Linked DNA regions of Mus musculus: region 2 is linked to region 1. A link is a contact called in public HiChIP or PLAC-seq data. All regions are on one chromosome and are shown on one strand. Each heading gives the region's core, a stretch centred on a gene start, on an enhancer-like site or on the middle of the called end of the contact. The rest is flanking DNA. Distances are from core to core; before and after follow the strand shown.

What was found. HiChIP or PLAC-seq counts read pairs in DNA pulled down with a chosen protein or histone mark.
Region 2: a contact with region 1 is called in an H3K4me3 HiChIP or PLAC-seq map of embryonic stem cells, with 77 read pairs. The contact joins the enhancer-like site here to the promoter of Hnf1a in region 1. A contact is called at or near these places in 7 of 39 promoter capture datasets (embryonic stem cells, epiblast stem cells, hematopoietic stem and progenitor cells and 4 more), 3 of 15 datasets of contacts at CTCF or cohesin (CD8 T cells, the G1E-ER4 cell line and the NIH/3T3 cell line), 8 of 484 Hi-C or Micro-C datasets (8-cell embryo, CD8 T cells, bone marrow-derived macrophages and 2 more), 20 of 115 datasets of contacts at active chromatin or transcription factors (the 230-238 cell line, CD8 T cells, the HPC-7 cell line and 9 more) and 4 of 9 other capture datasets (adipose tissue, embryonic stem cells, liver and 1 more).

What each region holds. Positions count from the first base shown.
Region 1 is chr5:114,969,123-114,972,551 of GRCm38.p6, reverse strand. It overlaps Hnf1a (HNF1 homeobox A), which reads left to right and starts at 1,490. Exons shown (of 10, transcript NM_009327.3): 1 at 1,490-2,033. The coding sequence starts at 1,708. It overlaps Hnf1aos1 (a long non-coding RNA gene), which reads right to left. Exons shown (of 6, transcript XR_878697.3): 1 at 2,515-3,429.
Region 2 is chr5:115,048,207-115,051,635 of GRCm38.p6, reverse strand. The region is part of intron 1 of Sppl3 (signal peptide peptidase 3); the gene reads right to left. Among named protein-coding and RNA genes, the nearest start is that of Sppl3, 38 kb to the right of the region's middle. Within about 2 kb of position 1,770, at least 31 of the 459 cell types and tissues checked have an H3K27ac peak or open chromatin away from gene starts, as enhancers often do. A contact at or near this core is called in 8-cell embryo, double positive thymocytes, embryonic stem cells and 1 more, where this site is marked.

The DNA of each region.
Region 1 (3,429 bases), core at 241-2,740:
TAAAACGTGGGCGGAACATAGGTAATTAGCTGTCTATGGATGCACCGGAAAGTGCCTGGTCTCCTTGCAAAAGTTCCCCACCCACCATTCACTATCGAGGGGATAAAATGAGATCTGCGCTCTGGATGGAGTGAACTTCCGGCCTCCATGACTGCCAGAGGCGGGGCTAGAGACCTGCATAGGAATGGGCTGCTCAGGAGAACAGTTTCTTTAGGATGATGAAAGTGTTTTAAATTGATCGATTGGTGCGCTGCATGCTGGGATATGCTTATGGCTGCTAACAGCTGCTGCATTTCAAAAGGCAAGAGGGCTGGGCAGGTGACAAGTCAGACTGCCTGGGTTCCACAGAGTGGAAGAGAGAGATAGCTGATTCCTGCAGTTGTTCCCCGACCTCCACACCCAAGCTGTCACACATACACACACTCTCGGGAACACACACACACACACAAAAAGATTTAAAAAATATATAAATGCTTTCATTAGGTAATACTGACAAAAGTAATACTTGAGAAAAATTAAAATGGTGTATTTGGGGCTGGGGTTCTGGCTCTTGGTAGAGCCCTTGCCTTGAGTATACAAGGCCCTGGGTTTGACCCCAGCAAGACTAAAAACTGGCTGTGGTACGGGTCTGTAATTCCAGCACTTGGGAGCTAGAGGTAGGAAAATCAGGAGTTCAAGGTCAGCCTGAACTACATCGTAAGACTGTCTCAAACAAACAAACAAACAAACAAACAAAAAACCCCAATACATATGTGTGCGTGCACAGACACAGAGAGATACACACACATACACACACACATAGATTAGATATACACACACATAAAATTAGATACACAGACACATACAAGACACAGAGACATACACAAACATAGATTAGTTATACACACACATATAGATTAGATACACAGATACACACAGACACACACACACACACAGACACACACACACAGGACACACACACACACACACGTTCTGGTTCGGATCACACAATGATAGGATGCAATACATTATAACCCAGTATCCTCAACACAGAAGTCTGAAGTGCTAAGACAACAGGGGTTTTTCCCCCCCTGGGAAGTCTGATGTTGGGCTAGGACTGAGGGTGCAGTGACCCACTCCAGGAAATGTGACCTGATTCTGCCCTGGAGAACCGGCCCAGTGGCCCAGAGCTTCCTGCTGTCCCAGCGGCCCAAAGAAACAGGCTTTTAAAGTTCTCCTGTGCCAGGCTGAAAGCATCCTGGAGAGTGGGACCCAGCGCCGCACCCAGAGGCCTCCTGGCTCCTGCTGCCTCTAGCCCTGCGCCCCTGGCCCCTCTCCACCTCCCCCACCCTCCCTTCTGCTCACTCCCAATTGCAGGCCATGACTCCCGGTCCCGGTCCCTCTCACCCGCCATGAGGCCTGCACTTGCAAGGCTGAAGTCCAAAGTTCAGTCCCTTCGCTAAGCGCACGGATAAATATGAACCTTGGAGAATTTCCCCAGCTCCAATGTAAACAGAGCAGGCAGGGGCCCTGATTCACTGGCCGCTGGGGCCAGGGTTGGGGGCTGGGGGTGCCCACAGAGCTTGACTAGTGGGATTTGGGGGGGCAGTGGGTGCAGCGAGCCCGGTCCGTTGACTGCCAGCCTGCCGGCAGGTAGACACCGGCCGTGGGTGGGGGAGGCGGCTAGCTCAGTGGCCTTGGGCCGCGTGGCCTGGTGGCAGCGGAGCCATGGTTTCTAAGCTGAGCCAGCTGCAGACGGAGCTCCTGGCTGCCCTGCTCGAGTCTGGCCTGAGCAAAGAGGCCCTGATCCAGGCCTTGGGGGAGCCAGGGCCCTACCTGATGGTTGGAGAGGGTCCCCTGGACAAGGGGGAGTCCTGCGGTGGGAGTCGAGGGGACCTGACCGAGTTGCCTAATGGCCTTGGAGAAACGCGTGGCTCTGAAGATGACACGGATGACGATGGGGAAGACTTCGCGCCACCCATTCTGAAAGAGCTGGAGAACCTCAGCCCAGAGGAGGCAGCCCACCAGAAAGCCGTGGTGGAGTCACTTCTTCAGTAAGGACCCCAACCTGTCCCCAGCACCCAGGAAGGAACTCATAGCGCCCCATTCTATGCTCCTGGCAAGCTTCACTTCCCGTCTAGGGGGCCTTAGGAGCTGTGGTCTTCAGGCTGGTGGTTAAGGGCTTCTTGCCGAACCTACCCCTCTGTTTGGCCCTACATACCCCGTATCCGTGGGCCACCTGTTTGCAGTCCGGCCTTTAGGAAACAGGGACAGGCCTGAGGTCACTTTGAAACAGAGGACAAAGGAAAGCCAGCCCCAAGAAAATGGTTGGAGAACTAGTGGGTGGTAGAAATCCTTCCCCAGTGTGGTCGTTTGTGCTCCCACAAATTCCACCTTCTTGGCTGGGGGGGGGGTCAGATCCAGGTTTGGGGCCCCAAAAGCCCCTGAGGAGGCCGGGCTGATGTTGGGCTTTTAGGGGATTTCCTGATCCGCCAGGGCCTTAAGCATCTGGCAGGGTACGCTTGGGTTTCTTACCTGGGGCAGATGGAGCTGAAGGTGGCAGTTTCCCTGCATGGCCAGGTGCTGCTTGCCCCTGACCCCAGCCTGGTCAGATAGCAGGGTTAGAGGCCTCCCCATACCAGACCCCCCTCTTCTGTTGTCTGGCTCCCCATCTCCTGGAGTGCTGAGTGGGTCCCGATTTCAATGCCTCCCCCGTCTCTCTCCTCAGCAAAGCCGTTCTGGTTACTAATTACCCACGCACGCCATTATTTCTTTTGTTTTATAAATTTATAAATAGCAAAAGGCTCTGATAAGGCCTGTGATCATTAACTTGTCGGGACGGTGGCGGGGAGATGCCCATTTGGGGGTGGAGAACGAACAGGAACACCAAAGTGAGGGAAAGGTAGCTTGGGGGCTGTGGGGAGTACTACCACCCCCAATTCCCCAAGCCTCCACAGTTTCCCTGAGATTATCGCCCGGCACGCTATTTTCTGTAGGGATTTCTGCTGTGCCTAAATCCCCATAATATAGAGATAACCGCCCCCCCAGAAGGAAGTGGTTAATAAACACGCTTTACAGTAGGGAAACTGAGGCTTAGACAGGGAAGGCGCCGTGGAGGGGCCTGAGGGCTGGCTGAGGAGTTTGGGGACAGTCTCACAAGAATACTCCAGAGGCAGCCTTTTTTCTGTCCAAGGTCCTGATTCTGACTTGGGGTGGGGGAGGGCTGGTGGATCCCGGCATTTCTGGAAGTGTCCAGAAGCCTCCCTGGGCCTTGGGCAAGGGGCAGAGGAGCAGTCAGGCCCCCTGACTTGGCAGAAAGTGGAGGGCAAAGGGCTGCCTCACCGCAGGGGAGGGGCAAAGGGCCGAGTATTGCCAGAACCAGGGCACAAGAAACCTGGATAGGGTGGAGCTGGGCCTGACCTGTCTTGGGGCCCCAGGTGGGGCTAGGGG
Region 2 (3,429 bases), core at 521-3,020, 79 kb before region 1:
CTAGCTAGTCCACCAATGGTTTTCCTGATGTTTCTATTGCTTGTATGTTTTTTATCAGATAATTAAAAAGTTGAAGAGGAATGTCACATGAACAGTTTTAATCACCCTTCTATTGCTGTGAAGAAACAACTGAAAGAAGAAAACATTTACTTGGGAGGAGGGAGGGAGAGGAGATATGGCCCCTCCAGTTCCATTCCCAATGACACACCTTCACCAACAAGGCCACGCCTCCTGATCCTTCCAAACAGTTCATCAACTGAGAACTAAGCATGCAAAGATATGACCGTATGGGAGCCGCTCTCATCCAAGCCATAACAAATACTCAACAAGGGAGTATCTGAGACTCAAGTTCAATAAAGCCACCTCCATTTCTAAGGTCACCTCCCATTCACCAGATCTAAAACCAAGAAGATCTCCTGTCTTCTTAAAGGAACTAATATCTGCTATAAACTCCAATTAGTAAAATTGCTTCTGGCCAGCGTTCCATCTTTCCTTATGTACCCTGCACCCTTGTTCAAGCTATCAGGTAGGACAACTGAGGGAGAGAGAGCAGGGAAGACAGAGAGGAAGAGCCACTGAAGCTTCCTTGTTGTGCACGGGCCTGGTGCTGTTCTTGGGAACCAATCCCCTAATGAATAAAGGAGCCAATCACTGGGTGAGTAGGCGGGACTTCGGGGTTGGAAGGAGGAAGAGTAGAAGCAGGAGAGTTATGGCCTTTTGGAACGGGGACAGCATAAGGGTAGGATGTAGCTGCTAGAGTTTCCCAGTATCATGGTGCAAGGATTCGCCACTGGAGGAATCAGATTTTAATAAGGCTACAAGATTAGATTTTAGTTGTTGTGCCTAGAGATTGAGTTACCATTGTTTCTGAACTAAGTTTGTATTGCGTTTTCCTTCATGCAGCCACTCATCTGGGTTCAAGAGAAAAAGGTATGGCGGCAAAGTGTGGGTTTGCCTGAGGTGCACCATAAAGGCCATGTGAGATTTGAAGCATGGGTTTGGCATGGTAGCAGCCCCTTGGGTGGGAACTGGGAGCAATGTGGGGCTCCTCTCCTCCTGTGTGCTGGAGTTGGCTCACCTCATCTCCCTGACATCCTGTCAGATAGAGGCTCCACCAGCTCCAGCTCCAAGAGGCCATGCTCTAACCAGCCACAACTCCCAACTAACTCAACCTTAGCTGGGACCAGTAAGTATCATGATCAAACTATGCCTTCTAGGGTGGGGGACTGAGCCTGGTTGTAGGGCTCTGGGCTAGCACCGGTGAAGTCCCAAGTTAGTCCTCAAGATCACAAGAACAACAAAATGGAAAGCCAGCCTGGGATAAAATGCTACAATGTCTCCACCAGATAAACACTGGTGAGCAGAGTGTATGACTCTTCCATTTCTATATAAAACCAACAATGTCACTTAAAGAATAAGTAAAAGTTGTGAACATGCTCTTCCTGGAGAAGAGACTGCAACAGCAAGGGAGTACATGGAGATGATGAAGCATCACTTGTATCTAACTAATAAAATGAACAGTAAAACACACCTTTAATAAGCAGGTGGATCTCCTGAGTTCGAGGCCACCCTGGTCTACACAGTGAGTCCCAGGACAGCCAGGGCTACACAGAGAAACCCTGTCTTTAAAAAAAGGGAGGGCTACAGATTTAGCTCATGGCAGAGCCCTGAGCTTGAGGAATGGGGTGGGGCGGGGTAGGGTGGGGTGGGGTGGGGTGGGGCAGGAAAGAGAATCACAGTCAGCTAAGATTCGACTTTAAACTCAGGTTAAAGGAGACAAAGGCAGTGCCATGGCCATAAAGATGGCTCGGTGGATGAAGCTCCTGCTGCTGCGGAACCAGACTGATCTAAGTTTGAGCTCCTTTACTCACAGGGCAGAAGGAGAGAACCAACTGCTCCAAGCTGTCCTCTGACCTCCCCACGTGTACAGTGATGGGAGCATGTCTGCACTTACACACATACATCATACACATACACACAATAACAAGTAAGTAAGTAAACAAATGGGAATCTGCCAGGCATTGGTAGAGTGTGTGCCTAGCACACACAAAGCTCTGGGTTCTCTAGCCTATACTACCTAAATCAGGCAAGGTAGGAAACACCTATAATTCAGCAGCACGTGGGAGACATGGGCAGAAAGATCACAAGTTCAAAGCCACTTCTGAGCCCAGTCTGTAACACATGAGAACCTTTTTCAGGCCCCACCCCACAGAGACAGACACACTCACAGAAACAGTCACACAGAGACAGACAGGAGAGACAGAGTCACATACACAGAGACTGACACACACTGAAGAAGGCTGAGATCTAAACCTCTGATCCCATTCTACTGTCACTTTCACAGCAAAGTTTAACACTTCATTTAAAAAAAAATCCTAAGAAAATGCTTTCCAGGGGCTGGTGAGATGGCTCAGTGGTTAAGAGCACTGACTGATCTTCCGAAGGTACTGAGTTTAAATCCCAACAACCACATAATGAGATCTGGTGCCCTCTTCCGGGGTGTCTGACATATAATAAATAAATATTTTTTTTAAATGCTTTCCTAGTTTCAATTTCTTGCCTAAAAGTCTCTTTCCTTCTTTTACCTCTTAAAAGATATGTTCTGAAAAGCTAAAAATATCCTAGAATACAATATCCTTACATGTCTTACCTGAAACACAACACAATTTGTGTGGTCGTCCAATATTAGCAACACAGACTCCAAAACTATGTCCACAAGCCCCCTCTATTTGAAGAGCACAAAGACAGCTGGCCTAGGACAACGAGAGAGGTGAATGATCCTCACGGGCTATCAGCCTGTCACCTGAAGGCAGCTTCCACTTGTTCCACAAATACTACAGATACCTTGGGAATCCTCACCATAGCTGATGCTCTAACTCTGGCAACCTGCCTTGCAACACAAGTGCTTTATGTGCAGCTGCCATTGCAGAAGGCAGCTAATCATCATGTTCTACTTCTTACTTTTTATAGGATTTCAAACTAATCCACATTTCAAAAACGAAGAAAACACTCATCACAGATACAGACAGACGTCTGTACCGTCATATACACAGTATGTATCCTAGATTGCCTCCAAGGTTGGCCACTAAGGACACAGTCTACTCTTCCACACACCTGGGCTCCCAATGTTCCCATCAACAGGCAGACAGTCTTCCTTCCCCTTGGAACCTGGGCTTCTTCGCTTTGTGCTCCTTGTGGTTATATTCATTCAGAGCCTAGGCAGATGCCATTTTTGTTTACTTGGAGCCCTGAGCTGACAGGTAAGGACGTTCAGGCTCTACAGACAGAGGAAAAGATAACACAAGAGACCTACTGAAGAAGACAGCCAACTTCAAGGCTCCCGTTATGATCTCTAAGGTCAGGAGAGTTCAATATATATCATGGAGAACGAAGACAAGTCACCCCCAATGAGCCCTTCACAAAACCACT